Regions from separate parts of the Mus musculus genome. Here region 2 is linked to region 1. The links are chromatin contacts, called in public HiCAR-type maps. All regions are on one chromosome and are shown on one strand. The core of a region is the stretch at or near the end of the contact, and the rest is flanking DNA. Distances in the headings are between cores, read along the strand shown. Region 1 has its middle 96 kb from the start of Ccng1. Region 2 overlaps Ccnjl (cyclin J-like).

Region 1 (6,698 bases), core at 2,512-5,011:
GTCTATCACCGTGGAGAAGGCACAGACGAGCAACTCTTATCCATGGCAGTGGGAGCTTAAGGCTTTAGCTTCTAAACATGGTGACATATGGGGAGCATAAAACAAAACTGGAAGCAGGACCATGCTATAACCTTCAAAGACCAGATCCCAATGACCCACCACTGTCACTCAGGACCCACAACCTTCCAAAATAGTGCCACCAAGCTGGGTCCCAGATGTTCTAGCACATGAGCCTACAGGGGACAGGGGAAAGCATTTCATTCACACCATGGCAAGACTTACTAAATTTTATAACATCTGATAGTGAAACTGTTCTGTTACCTTAAAGTATATGAGATTTGCCTAAGAAATCTTCTGGGCTGGGGGAGCATAATTCAAAAGTGATGATCAGAAAAGAGGGACGCTTGGGGTGAGGATAGGGCTCGGTGATGGAGTGATTGACAAGCAAGAGAGTTCCACCACTGCAAGAACCAAAATGAACTCATGAAGGTGACCTCTGATTATATCTCCTCAAGTCCAATCTATCCTACAAACCACATAAAGTAGGAATAAGCTCACTGAGAAGAGTAAGGTAAAGCCCACCACAGGGTTTCCAACTTGATACAACCAACATATAATGTTGTCTACTCAAGAAACTACTTATCAACCTATGGTCTAGAAATATTAGAATAATACAGTCATCCTTGAATCTATTACATATGCAAAATGCATTCCTTCTTTTAGCAAAAATTATTCATGGAAAAGATAAATTTCTCATCAACCTCCAAAAAAATCTGTACATCTTGCAACTGCAGATAATTAATTCTCATGACTCTAGAGGGGTGATAGCTTTCATCTGGGTGTGCGGTTCTATGCCAAGAACTCTCAAGGACAAAAGTGTTTCCCTCCACTATAAACACCTTGGGTGGTTGATAGGGAAAATAAATGGCCATTTTGCACACCAGAAACGGAAGACTAACATAGTACTCTACAAATTGTGGCACATAAGTCAAATTCACCCTTGATCCTGTTTTGTCACACCCCAGATAATCATTTGAACATGTTTAATTTGCTGAAAAAAGCAAGGTCTACTGCTGCATGCCTACAGTCATGGCACTTGGAAGGTAGAGGATCATGAGTTCAAGGCTAGCCTCAGCTACATAGCAAATCTGATACATTTATCTGTTAATAAAAAAATCATTTAAAAAGATCTAAAGTACCAATATCTTATAAAATAATATAAAGTACAAATTCTAGTATTTATAAATAATGTTTTGTTAAAACATAACCAGTGATCATTGATATACATTGGCTATAGCTGCCTTCACACTACAAGGATAGATATAAAAGCCTATGACAGAATTAACAAAACCAAATTATTTGTTAATTTCCTTCTAAGAAAAAGTGTGCTGGTATGGACATGTGGTTCAGTTAGTGCCATGCTTGTCTAATACACAGGAAGTCTTGGTTCAATTCCCAGAACCACACAAAACCATACACAATAATGGTACATACCTGTAACCTCAGACCATAGAGGCAGGAGAATCAGAGGTTCAAGGTCATCTCAACAAAGCAAGTTCAGGACTGGCCTAAGCAACATGAAACTGTCTCAAAACAAACAAACAACAAACGAAAATAGAAATCCTGTGACTTCTGCCCTAAAAGAGTAGATAACATCTAATTTTATATGCTCAGTTAACTATAGAAAAGTTGTAAGGTCACTGGTTCATGCTAATTAGCTTAACCTTATTTAACATATAACAGTGATATTGGTAATACCCATACGTTTGGCTCTTCTTCCAATGGAGCTATCAAGTTTTCTTTTAGATGTAAAATTTCTCAAAACTCCCCCTCTTGCTCCGAGTGTCCTTCCCTTTTCTGGCCTATCTTAACTTGTAAACATTCCAGATTTTGCATTTGATGCCACTTTTGAATATCTCTTCGCATCCATCTAAATTAGGTTCTATTTCTGTGCCCTCCATCGTGAGCCTGCACTGTACCTTTACAGCACTCAAAGATGGAGTGCTGTGAACCAAGCAAAGCATCGATAATGATACAACTCAAAAGCCACCAAGCTTTGTATCTGAGGATCAAATAGTAAGTAAATAGTACGTCAAGTAAAAAAAATAAGACAGTAATAATAATAGAAAGCTTATCAGACCGCATCTCCTCACTGTCCAGTCGATTTGGTCATCAATTTAGAAGCTGGCACAGACTAAGTGTATGAATGAGCATTCCAATATTTCATTCATACCAGTGAACTTACTAAAATTTGGTCCATAAAAAATAGTTTACTGAGCCAGGTGTTGCTACATATCCCTTAAACCCAAGCACTAGGGAGGCAAAACCAGGCAGATCCCTCTGAATTTCAGGCCACCTAAGGCTACATAATGAGTCCTTGCCTCAACAACAACAAATGTTTTTACATAGTTTGCCAACCCCTTATATAGTCTATACCCTGCAATCTTAAAACACTGAATACTAACAGAGAATAATGTTATTGTTACCAGTCAGCTGCCTGGGCTTTTTTTCGTCTACCCAGATAGGATCATCTCAGGGAACACAGTGCTACGTGTGGACAGCACCATTCCTGTGGACTGAAGACACAGTAGAAAGATGAAAACAAACTGGCCCTACCACTTATGGTTTCCTGACTGTGGATGCCATGCAACCAGCTAGCCTCGACTTCTCTCAGAATGCATTCTCCACCCTTGACAAAATGTTACCATCATACATGGCCCACAACCAACCCTTTATGAAGTTGGTTTTCTGAGGTTATTTCATCACATCAAGAGGAAAAGTCATTGATAACATCATAGGGTGATAAGCCTGGAAGCTACTTAAACATTACTGAGTTAGAGTGCAAAAAATTTTAATATGACTTGATTTGGAGTACTGTATAGTCAAGAAACAATTGTCAGTCAAGCTATCTGTATAATGATCTAAATTGAGCTAAAATATATCTTAAAAACACTGTCAAAACACCATAAAAAAGGAAGAAATTGTGAGTAACTGGGACAATTTCCTAACATTGGCTGTCTCAGACCCCTGAGCCCAAAGCCTGCTGTTTCAGCTCCAAATCCTGCAAGCCAGAGGCTTGTTGCTCCAGGCCTTAGAAACCAAAGGCCTGGAGCTCTGAGTACTTACACTGGAGGCTTAAATACCAGCAGCCCCAGCCCTTGGCAGCCACTGTTCTCCTTGATTCCTGGTAACAGGCAGCACTTGCTAGTGCCAGCTCCTTGTGCAGAGGTCAGGTATTGAGATCTACAGCTCCTCCAGTGACCGGTATTGAAGCTCTGGAGTGTAGAGTATGAGTATGCAAGCTATCTTTATGCTTGGAAGCTCTCTGGACCTCTTTCAACAACCAGGACCCACAGTTTCTTGACCTAGCCCTCCACAGCGCTCTCTTCATCCTTGGTTCTCTTGTCTTCCTCACTTTCTCTACACTTTCCACCATCTCTTGTTTCTGATTTCTCTATACCTGGCTATACCTAACCCGGTCACTCCGTGGTGTTCTTCAGCCCCCTCCTGCTGGGGAGTGTAGAAGTGCCTCCCCTTTAGCCTGGGTGAAGATGGCTGTGGGACTTTATAGCTCCATGTTCTATTTTTCAAGGCTGATACAAGCTATCTGTATGGGTGAAGAAGGGAGAATCCCATTAGGCAGAGCTGGGGGCTGTGGCTAGAAGTCCTCTGCAGCTGCTGGAATGTTCTCAGAGTAAACAGCCAGACTGTCGTAAGGGCAGTACAGTCAGTTGCCAGGAAAGGGAATACTTAACTGACAGTTCTCCACTTGAGACTGCCAGCTAGCTATAAAGGACAAGCCTGGCAAAGGACTCCACTCTGACAGTTGTAATCACTCACAGAAAGCACTAAGAGAGTGTTTAGAGTAAAAGCATCACAAAAGCTCAGCACAGAACTAACAATTCTAATAGCATTGGGTTCTCCTTAACCGTGTTTAGCAACGCTTGAAAGTGCTTACCTCATGCCCCAGGGAGGAGTGGACCATCTGGTCTGTCTCGGTGTCAATGTTTATGTCCTGTCCAATTCATTTGTTGAAACCCAGCTGTGAGATGACAGCGTTAGGAAGCATGCTTAGGTTGTGATTAGGTCTTCAAGGACGGGATTGGTGATGTCCCACAAATCCCTCACATCTTCCACCATGGGAAGCTAGCATGGAAATAACAAGTGTCTGTAAGGAATTAGATTCCCATCTGACAATTAATCTGCTAGTTCTTTAATTTTAAACTTTCTAGCCTCCCAACATGTAAAAAAAATATCTTTTGTTGTTTATATCCCACCAGACTAGGATATTTTGTTACAACAATTCAGACAGATTAACAAGGAACGATGACTTAAGAATGTCAAGGTTTCTCACCAAGCCTAGTCCAATATTTTGCTAGTATCTAATATTGTAGATGATGATGATGATGGAAAATTGGAATAAGGAATCCTATAGACTTTTAAACCCCAGGGAATTACTGGAGACTAAATCTTTGCAAATTTGAAGGAGATATAATTTTACTTGTTTTCTGAAGTAGAAAGACATTGGTAAAATGAAACATATGCTTTTGCAAAGCAAAAAGCTACTGCCTTTGTTCCACATAGAACATCAGTGTTTGTATCCTGGGCATACCTTTGCTTTGGGAGTAAACACATGAGAAATGAAAAAATTAAATAAATAAATAAATACATAAATGGAACTTGTCTTCCCTAAAAACTTTCTATGGTTAGTACAAATTGTTTTTGGAGACAATCTGATTTTCAAGATCACATCAATAACACATATAACCAGGGGCTAGAGAGGAGGCCCAGGGCTAAAGGGTAGGTGCTGCTCTTGCAAAGAACCCAACATTGCTTCCCATCCTCCAACATCAGGTGGTTCAAAACCACTTGTAACCCCAGCTCTACCATAGGCATCTTCTGACCTCCTCCGACACCTACATTTACACACACAGACACACACAGAAACATACACAGACAGGGCCCACAATGGAGGAGCTAGAGAAAGTATCCAAGGAGCTAAAGAGATCTGCAACCCTGTAGGTGCAACATTATGAACTAACCAGTACCCTGGAGCTCTTTTTTTTTCCATTTTTTATTAGGTATTTAGCTCATTTACATTTCCAATGCTATACCAAAAGTCCCCCATATCCACCCACCCCCACTCCCCTGCCCACCCACTCCCCCTTTTTGGCCCTGGTGTTCCCCTGTACTGGGGCATATAAAGTTTGCAAGTCCAATGGGCCTCTCTTTCCAGTGATGGCCGACTAGGCCATCTTTTGATATATATGCAGCTAGAGTCAAGAGCTCCGGGGTACTGGTTAGTTCATAATGTTGTTCCACCTATAGGGTTGCAGATCCCTTTAGCTCCTTGGGTACTTTCTCTAGCTCCTCCATTGGGAGCCCTATGATCCATCCATTAGCTGACTGTGAGCATCCACTTCTGTGTCTGCTAGGCCCCGGCATAGTCTCACAAGAGACAGCTACATCTGGGTCCTTTCAATAAAATCTTGCTAGTGTATGCAATGGTGTCAGCGTTTGGATGCTGATTTTGGGGTGGATCCCTGGATATGGCAGTCTCTACATGGTCCATCCTTTCATCTCAGCTCCAAACTTTGTCTCTGTAACTCCTTCCATGGGTGTTTTGTTCCCAAATCTAAGGAGGGGCATAGTGTCCACACTTCAGTCTTCATTCTTCTTGAGTTTCATGTGTTTAGCAAATTATATCTTATATCTTGGGTATCCTAGGTTTGGGGCTAATATCCACTTATCAGTGAGTACATATTGTGTGAGTTTCTTTGTGAATGTGTTACCTCACTCAGGATGATGCCCTCCAGGTCCATCCATTTGGCTAGGAATTTCATAAATTCATTCTTTTTAATAGCTGAGTAGTACTCCATTGTGTAGATGTACCACATGTTCTGTATCCATTCCTCTATTGAGGGGCATCTAGGTTCTTTCCAGCTTCTGGCTATTATAAATAAGGCTACTATGAACATAGTGGAGCATGTGTCCTTCTTACCAGTTGGGGCATCTTCTGGATATATGCCCAGGAGAGGTATTGCTGGATCCTCCGGTAGTACTATGTCCAGTTTTCTGAGGAACCGCCAGACTGATTTCCAGAGTGGTTGTACAAGCCTGCAATCCCACCAACAATGGAGGAGTGTTCCTCTTTCTCCACATCCACGCCAGCATCTGCTGTCACCTGAATTTTTGATCTTAGCCATTCTGACTGGTGTGAGGTGGAATCTCAGGGTTGTTTTGATTTGCATTTCCCTGATGATTAAGGATGTTGAACAATTTTTCAGGTGCTTCTCTGCCATTCGGTATTCCTCAGGTGAGAATTCTTTGTTCAGTTCTGAGCCCCATTTTTTAATGGGGTTATTTGATTTTCTGAAGTCCACCTTCTTGAGTTCTTTATATATGTTGGATATTAGTCCCCTATCTGATTTAGGATAGGTAAAGATCCTTTCCCAATCTGTTGGTGGTCTTTTTGTCTTATTGACGGTGTCTTTTGCCTTGCAGAAGCTTTGGAGTTTCATTAGGTCCCATTTGTCAATTCTCGATCTTACAGCACAAGCCATTGCTGTTCTGTTCAGGAATTTTTCACCTGTGCCCATATCTTCAAGGCTTTTCCCCACTTTCTCCTCTATAAGTTTCAGTGTCTCTGGTTTTATGTGAAGTTCCTTGATCCACTTAGATCTGACCTTAGTACAAGG
Region 2 (6,698 bases), core at 1,738-4,237, 2.7 Mb before region 1:
ATTTTATTCCCAGCTTAAATTAAGAAAAGGCGGCTGGGCGTGGTGGCGCACGCCTTTAATCCCAGCACTCGGGAGGCAGAGGCAGGTGGATTTCTGAGTTCGAGGCCAGCCTGGTCTACAAAGTGAGTTCCAGGACAGCCAGAGCTATAAAGAGAAACCCTGTCTCGAAAAACCAAAAAAAAAAAAAAAAAAAAAAAAAAAAAAGAAAAGGGATGCCTACATTGCCATCTTTTTGCCTACATTGTTTAGTGAATTTGTGTGGTCACTCCAAGAGTCCAAACTCCTTTAGTGTGGGTTTCGAACGCCAGCACCCCAGTATGAATACGAAAGCGGGATGCTTAATGACTGAAGAGCGGAGGGAGAAAAGTGTATTCCAGGCACAGCTCTGGGCCTGGAAGATGTCGGGGGACATCAGAAAGGAAACAAAGACAAGTTTTTCTTTGGCTTAGTCTGGCCTTGAATGTTCGCTCCTCCTGTCTCCACTTCCTGAGTCCTGGAATCACTAATGTGTGCCTTGGTCAACTACAGTGCCAAGCCTTGAATGAAGGGTAAGAATTTGCCTGTGAAGATGGAGAAATAGAAGGTTGCTTAGTAGTACCTGCCAAGCATAGGTAGCATAATATGGTTAAAAGATCCAGGCAGTCTATTAATCCAAACACTCAGGAGGCAGAGGCAGAGACAGAGGCAGAAGCAGAGGTAGAGGCAGTTGGATCTCTGTGAGTTTGAGGGCAGCCTGGTCTACAGTGTGAGTTCTAGGACAGCCTGGGCTACACAGAGAAATCCTAACAAGGCTGACTCTGACTCTGCTGCCTCCCTTTGGATCCCTTTCCCCAAGTCCTGCCTTGTCTGGCCTAAGTGGGAGAGGATGCAACTAGTCCTCCTGCGACTTGTTGTGCCAGGGTGGGTTGGTATCCGAGGAAGGGGTTTCCCTTCTCAGAGGAGAAGGGGAAAGGAAATGGGGAGGGGTATGAGTGTGGGACTGGGAGAAGAGGAGGGAGTGGGGACTGCAGTCAGCATGTAAAGTAAGCAAATAAATAAATTAGGAAGAAAAAGAGCCAGGCAGGCTGCATTTAGGTAAAGCGGACTGAGAAGGTGGGTAGGGTACCAGCTTTGTAGGATCTAAGAAATCTGTCTTGTCCTGAGAAAATGAGGAGCCATAGAAAGGTTTAGAGTAGGGTTTCTACCTGCCTGAGAAGCCTTCCCTAAGATCTCTGCACCAGCCCAGACCTGGGCTCAAGCCAGACAGGCAGGAGCAGAGATTGCCCTGGCCTTGTAGCCTCCTGAGCATCCCTCCCAGCCTTCAGCATCTGCCTGGGTATTTCCTCTAAGGACGGAGTTCTAAATTCAGCCCACGCAGTTGGTCAGGCTGCAGCTGCCGTATTAGCCTTTGCCAAGTGACCTTTGCCCTGACCATGCTACCCTGGTCAGGGCAGCGCAGCCACAAGGCACAAGTTCGATAGGCGAGGCCCTGGCTTCCCTCCCTCACAACTCAAAGCAGCCAAGCTCAGCACCTTCCAGTTCCCTCCCTCTTGCCAAGTAAGAAAAAAAGACTCCCGGAGTGAGCGAGCGAGTGAGCGAGGGAGTGCCCTGCGTGTCCTCTCACAGGAAGGCTCTTTTACTCAGGGCAGCTTCTGGATAGGAAAGCACAGAGAAAGATGCAGGAAAAGGTAACAGGTGGCAGAGCATGCCAAGGAGCAGGCGAGGGGAGAGCTTCTTAGCAAAGACTATGTGCAGGCCGACAAGATCCTGACAACCACAACTGTCCCTGGGTCGTTTTCCCTGCTTCATCTTGACTCCTGGGGAGACTCTCCTGACTTCTATTGTACCAAGTGGGGTTCTCATTTCTTTCGACCCTCCCATTCTGCTTATTCCTTTTCCTTGTCCCCCACCCTCTTTTGGAGAAGTGTATTTATGTAGCTCATCTTGGGCCCCCACTCAAGATGTGGTTAGAGGTGACCTTGAACTCCTGATCCTCCTCCTTCTACCTTCCAAGTGCTGGGATCACAAGTGTGTGCAACCACGCACTTATGTGACGCTAGGGATCCTGTATGCTAGGCAAGCACATGACCCACTGACCTACATTCCCGGTGTTTGTTCATCATGGCTGAAATTCTGCTTACTTATGTGTCTTCCCACTGAAAGGCAGACTCCAGAGAGCCAAGGCCAGATGCTACATATACAGTTTGCCCCACACCCAATTTAATGGCGGACACACAAGCAGGTGCTGGAAAATGTATGTTGAGCAAAAAAGAACGGCTGTCTTTCTTTTGTTTTCAAAAACTCCCTGATGTGTGGTAGCAGCTCCAACGAAGCTGTGAAGTCAGCTTTGGCTGGGAAATTCAGTTCTACTATTTACTCACTTTGGGTAGGAATTTCTGACGTTTAGTGACCTTGTCTGAGAAATACGGGTCATGTTGCTGTAAATGTAACGTATTTGGCACACACCAGTCATCCAAGTGAGAATGGAGAATGGTCCTTCCCGGGAACTGAGTAATCAAACTGCAGATAAGCAGGGGTTTATCTGAGGCCCAGAGCTTAGCGGAAGGCTAGAGTGCTTTCAAAGTAAAGGAAACTTACTTTGCGTAACATGGAACAAAGTTTTCTACCTTGGGGTGTGTGGACAGCTGGGACTAAGGAGGCCTCTGGTGAAAAGGACAACTGCCTATTAGCCTGCTCTGCAGGGTCCCCAAACCAAATAGAATTAGTCATGTTGAACCTGGGCTTCTTTCTATGCCCCCACCCCAGAAAAGGGTGCTACTTTGTCATAGGAACAGCAGTTCAGGGCTTGCAGCTTGCTTGCCCTGTTTAACTTTGGAAGTCCAGCTGATTACATGGCTAACCCAATTAGCGGGGGAGAGGCGCTCATTACGGGGCTTTGCCCTAAGGGTCCACATTCTTCATTCCCCAAGCACTCTTGACCTAAGCCTTCCAGGGCCGCAGCAGCTTGAGTACAGGAAGCAGGCCTCCCTGGCGAGTGGCCTGGATTTCAGGGACAAAGGAGCAGCCTGCCCAGGGCGGCTTGCAAAGCTCTCTCAAGATCAGACAGGCGCTTGGCAGGCATCAACCACCAGCTTGGCAGGGTGGGCTGCAGGAAGGCTGCCAGGCAGAGTGACCTTCCTCTCAGCACCAAGGTTGCAGGAGGGAGGAGACAACAGGGACAAATTGGAAGGGGCTTCCTGAGGATCCCAACTCCCCAGATGTTGGCCCCTTATCACCTGAGCCAGGCAGGAGTGCCTTCTGTCCCAGGTGCATGTAGGGATGGGCAGATGGAGTCCAGGGACAGATGGCCATGGTCATCAGAATTCAAGGAGATGCACCTTATAAAAGCCTGCTCTTGTTATCAGGGCAGTTTTTTCCTTGTTTGTTTGTGATTTGTTGTTGTTGTTTGTTTGTTTTGTTTTTTTAATATTTACCATTGACTAAAAAAAATTTTTTTTTCTATGACACACCAAAACGCTCACAGAGCTTATCTGGGCAGGGGCTGAAGTAGGCCAATATTTTGCATGGGTTTGCCTTCAAACTTTTCAACATTGTCTGAATTAAAAAAAAAATCAAAATATAATTTTATAATTCAATTACCAGATTTCAAGCTCAAAAAAAAAAAAAAAAAAGAAAAGGTGTGGAGGGAACCAGGTCTCTCCTTTATTGAAGCCAAACTCAAAGGTTCTCTCCCCTGCCCCTTCAATCAGTTCTTTATTTGTGAAGCTGCCCTGCTCAGTGAGCAACCCATTGCACCCTTCTACAGTGTGCACAGCAGCCAGTGTCTTAGTTAAGTTTTATGTTCAAGGATGAAGTTTAAGTCGTATTTGTTCTATGTGTATGCAGGGGTTTGCCTCCATGAGTTTATGTGCACCATTTCTGTGCAGTGCCCTTGGAAACCAGAGAGGGCGTAAAATGCCCTGGAACTGGAGTAAAAGGCAGCTGAAGGCCACCCAATGTGAATGCTGGGCACTGAACCTGGGTCCTCTTCAAGCTCAGCAAGTATTCTTAAGCACTGAGTCATCTCTCCAGCTTTTCACTGGAATACCCAAATGATGCTTGATTTCTGATTCAGAGAAATTCACAGCAAAACACAGTGAATCCCCTAAGTTTTCTTCATGCAACTCTCAGGACAGAGGATCGCACAACAGCTTCCTGTTCATGAGGGCTCCTTGAACATTTGCAATGGCTGCATAGCATTTCGTGGCAATGTTGTGTGGTAAGCCCTGATTTTAGAAAGTCTGGACTGCTTCTCTTCCTTCAGCCCTTCTCCGTTCTGCCACTGCTCTTTAGAGAGACCTACCCCAACCTCTGTCCCATATGACGGCATCTCAGGAGTTTCTCACAACCAGCAGGTATTTCAAACAAAGTGTTAGTCATTGAATTCCCTCCATCTCATGAAATGCAGCCATCCACTGTCCAGCCAGTAAGGGCTAATGAACACCTATTGAACCGGTGAAGGCATGTGTGGCTAAATGAATGGAATGTCTGGGGGGAAATCCTTCCTGTGCCTTTGGCCTTTTGTGTTCCCTTTTCCCCTCAGGCTCCCTTAGCTATCCCGCATCCTTCTCTGGGTAGCCAATGTAGGGGTGTTACTGCCCAAAGAGGGACACCTCCCTGCTATGACGTGGGAGCAGCATTTCTGAGACAGGAAGGGGAGATGGTGATGTCAAGTCAGGCTGGATGGCTTTAGAGCCACTGCTCCTGGGGCCAGTGAGAAAGCTAGGTCCGAAGGTAGAAATGCTTGCCACCGTTTCTGATGGTTCTTGTGACCCACATTACAAAAACTTGAGAACCAAGCGCTGCAAAGGTGTTCTCTGACTTTCACACACAGTGTACACATCTGCACTCACACACACAGATGCACACAAGTGCTCACACAAAACAAGGGAAAATAGATACAAAAGGAACCACTGTTTCTGCTGCTCCTCGGCTCTGCCTGGGGGCTCTCCAGAGGGAGAGAACTAAGGAACAAGTAAGGACATGTGCATCACAACCTGCACGAAGCCCTCACAGAGTCACACTTATTGGCAGTGGGGATGTTTGGCCAGGTCTGCAAAGATCCCGATATCTGCCCCACCCCCTCCGGCACCCTTCCCTTGGTAGAATGTCAAACTCTTTGATGTCTGTGTCGGTCTCAGAAGTGCCGGCATTGTGCAGGGCCAGACCCAAGTGCAGGTTCACAAGACGGCAGCTCAGAGGCAGCTATCACCGTAGTTACTTAGGTCAAAGATGCCTTGAAACGTTGGCATCCGAAGGTCAGTGCACTGTGACGTGTGCATCCAGTCTCTGTTGGCTTCCTCTATCGGGGCGGAAGTGACACACCCACTTTTCACCGTCAGTGTCCTGGTCTGCATTACTTTCTTCAGACATTGGCTTAAAAGTCCTTTCCCTGCCCAGCTCTGTCAATCACTGTCTAAGCGTCTGAGCTTTCATCTCTTCATGGCCACTGGCTCACTCCTTCACTCCCGCTGCCCTTCCCTGACAGACTTACCAGCATGGGGGTGGGGATTAGGCTCACGCCATTCAGCTTGTGAGCCCAGTACCCCATACAGAAGCGATGCTCACCAATACCCCATACAGAAGAGATGCTCACCACTTGCCCAGAGCCCCTGTCTTTGAGCACGTCACACACTAGAAGTATACCAGTGAGCGGCAGGTGATATGTTCATCACAGTGGGGTCTTCACACTCTCGAAGACCACAGGGGAGGTCTGACAAACCCAGTGAATGGAAGTCCAGGAGGAAGAGGAAGCACTTTCCTTTCCTAGGTGTAGATAGGTCAGGTACTTTCACGGAAGATGGTGAGCCTCAAGAAGGATTGTAAACATGAGCAGAGAGTACCATGAAATGTCATAATGAAGCCCATTATTTTGTTTGTAACTAGACATATTAAGAAGACCATAAAAAAAAAGATAAAGTATCTATCTACCAATCAGACTCTTCAAGGCCATTGGTTCCTTAAGTGCATTCCGTGTGATGTGCTTCCAAAAGGAAAGGGTTCTATGGGCCAGTTTGGGAAACAACACCTATCACCCTGCACACTCCAAAAACACACACCAACACAGTTCCCGAAACATTTGTTCAGTGAAGAACATTTATACAATTCTGGGGAACTGTATATTAAATTTATTTTGCCACAGAATACCAACGGTTCCAATCTCCTTTGGGGGGTGGGGGACAGAAGACCAGCATTCCAGATAGCCCGGACTGAAACAGTGCTTTAGCGGGTTGATTGAGGAGCTGGGAAGAGGAAAGACCGGAGCATTCCTCAAGGCGGGTCTCTGGCGAAAATCCCTGTCCCAAGGCTTCCTAATCTGATGAGTCCTCTAAACCCAGAGATTTATGGAAAGCTTTTAGAGATTAAGGACTGCAGCTTCCACCTGCCAAACTGCCTTGCTAAGAATGTCCCTGTGGCCATGGCATTAGCAGTGTGAGAAGGATCTTTGACAAGCTGTAGAAGCTGATATGAGGAAGCCCCAGGCAGCCAAGGGTTGGGTGACTACCAAGGGCACCGGGACTAGGGTCAGGATTGATGCACACCATACTCCATCTCATACAAAACACTTTCTATACAATTCTGGTGGCTTCCAGCCCTCTGTAAGCACTGACCTGCTGCCTCCAAGGAAGCCCTGTGCTACCCCTTGCTAGACTAAGGGACATGGCCACCGTAAGGCAAGGAGGGACACGGCCTTCCTTTTTATTCACTGAAATCCAGCT

What was found. HiCAR-type assays count read pairs that join an accessible place to other places.
Region 2: a HiCAR-type map of astrocytes shows a contact between it and region 1, with 9 times the contacts expected there. The contact joins two enhancer-like sites. A contact is called at or near these places in 1 of 39 promoter capture datasets (the C10 cell line) and 1 of 115 datasets of contacts at active chromatin or transcription factors (astrocytes).

The regions. Positions count from the first base shown.
Region 1 is chr11:40,848,009-40,854,706 of GRCm38.p6, reverse strand. No RefSeq gene overlaps it. Among named protein-coding and RNA genes, the nearest start is that of Ccng1, 96 kb to the right of the region's middle. Within about 2 kb of position 3,761, at least 32 of the 459 cell types and tissues checked have an H3K27ac peak or open chromatin away from gene starts, as enhancers often do. A contact at or near this core is called in astrocytes, where this site is marked.
Region 2 is chr11:43,544,645-43,551,342 of GRCm38.p6, reverse strand. All of the region lies in intron 2 of Ccnjl (cyclin J-like), which reads right to left. Among named protein-coding and RNA genes, the nearest start is that of Ccnjl, 19 kb to the right of the region's middle. Within about 2 kb of position 2,987, at least 102 of the 459 cell types and tissues checked have an H3K27ac peak or open chromatin away from gene starts, as enhancers often do. A contact at or near this core is called in astrocytes, where this site is marked.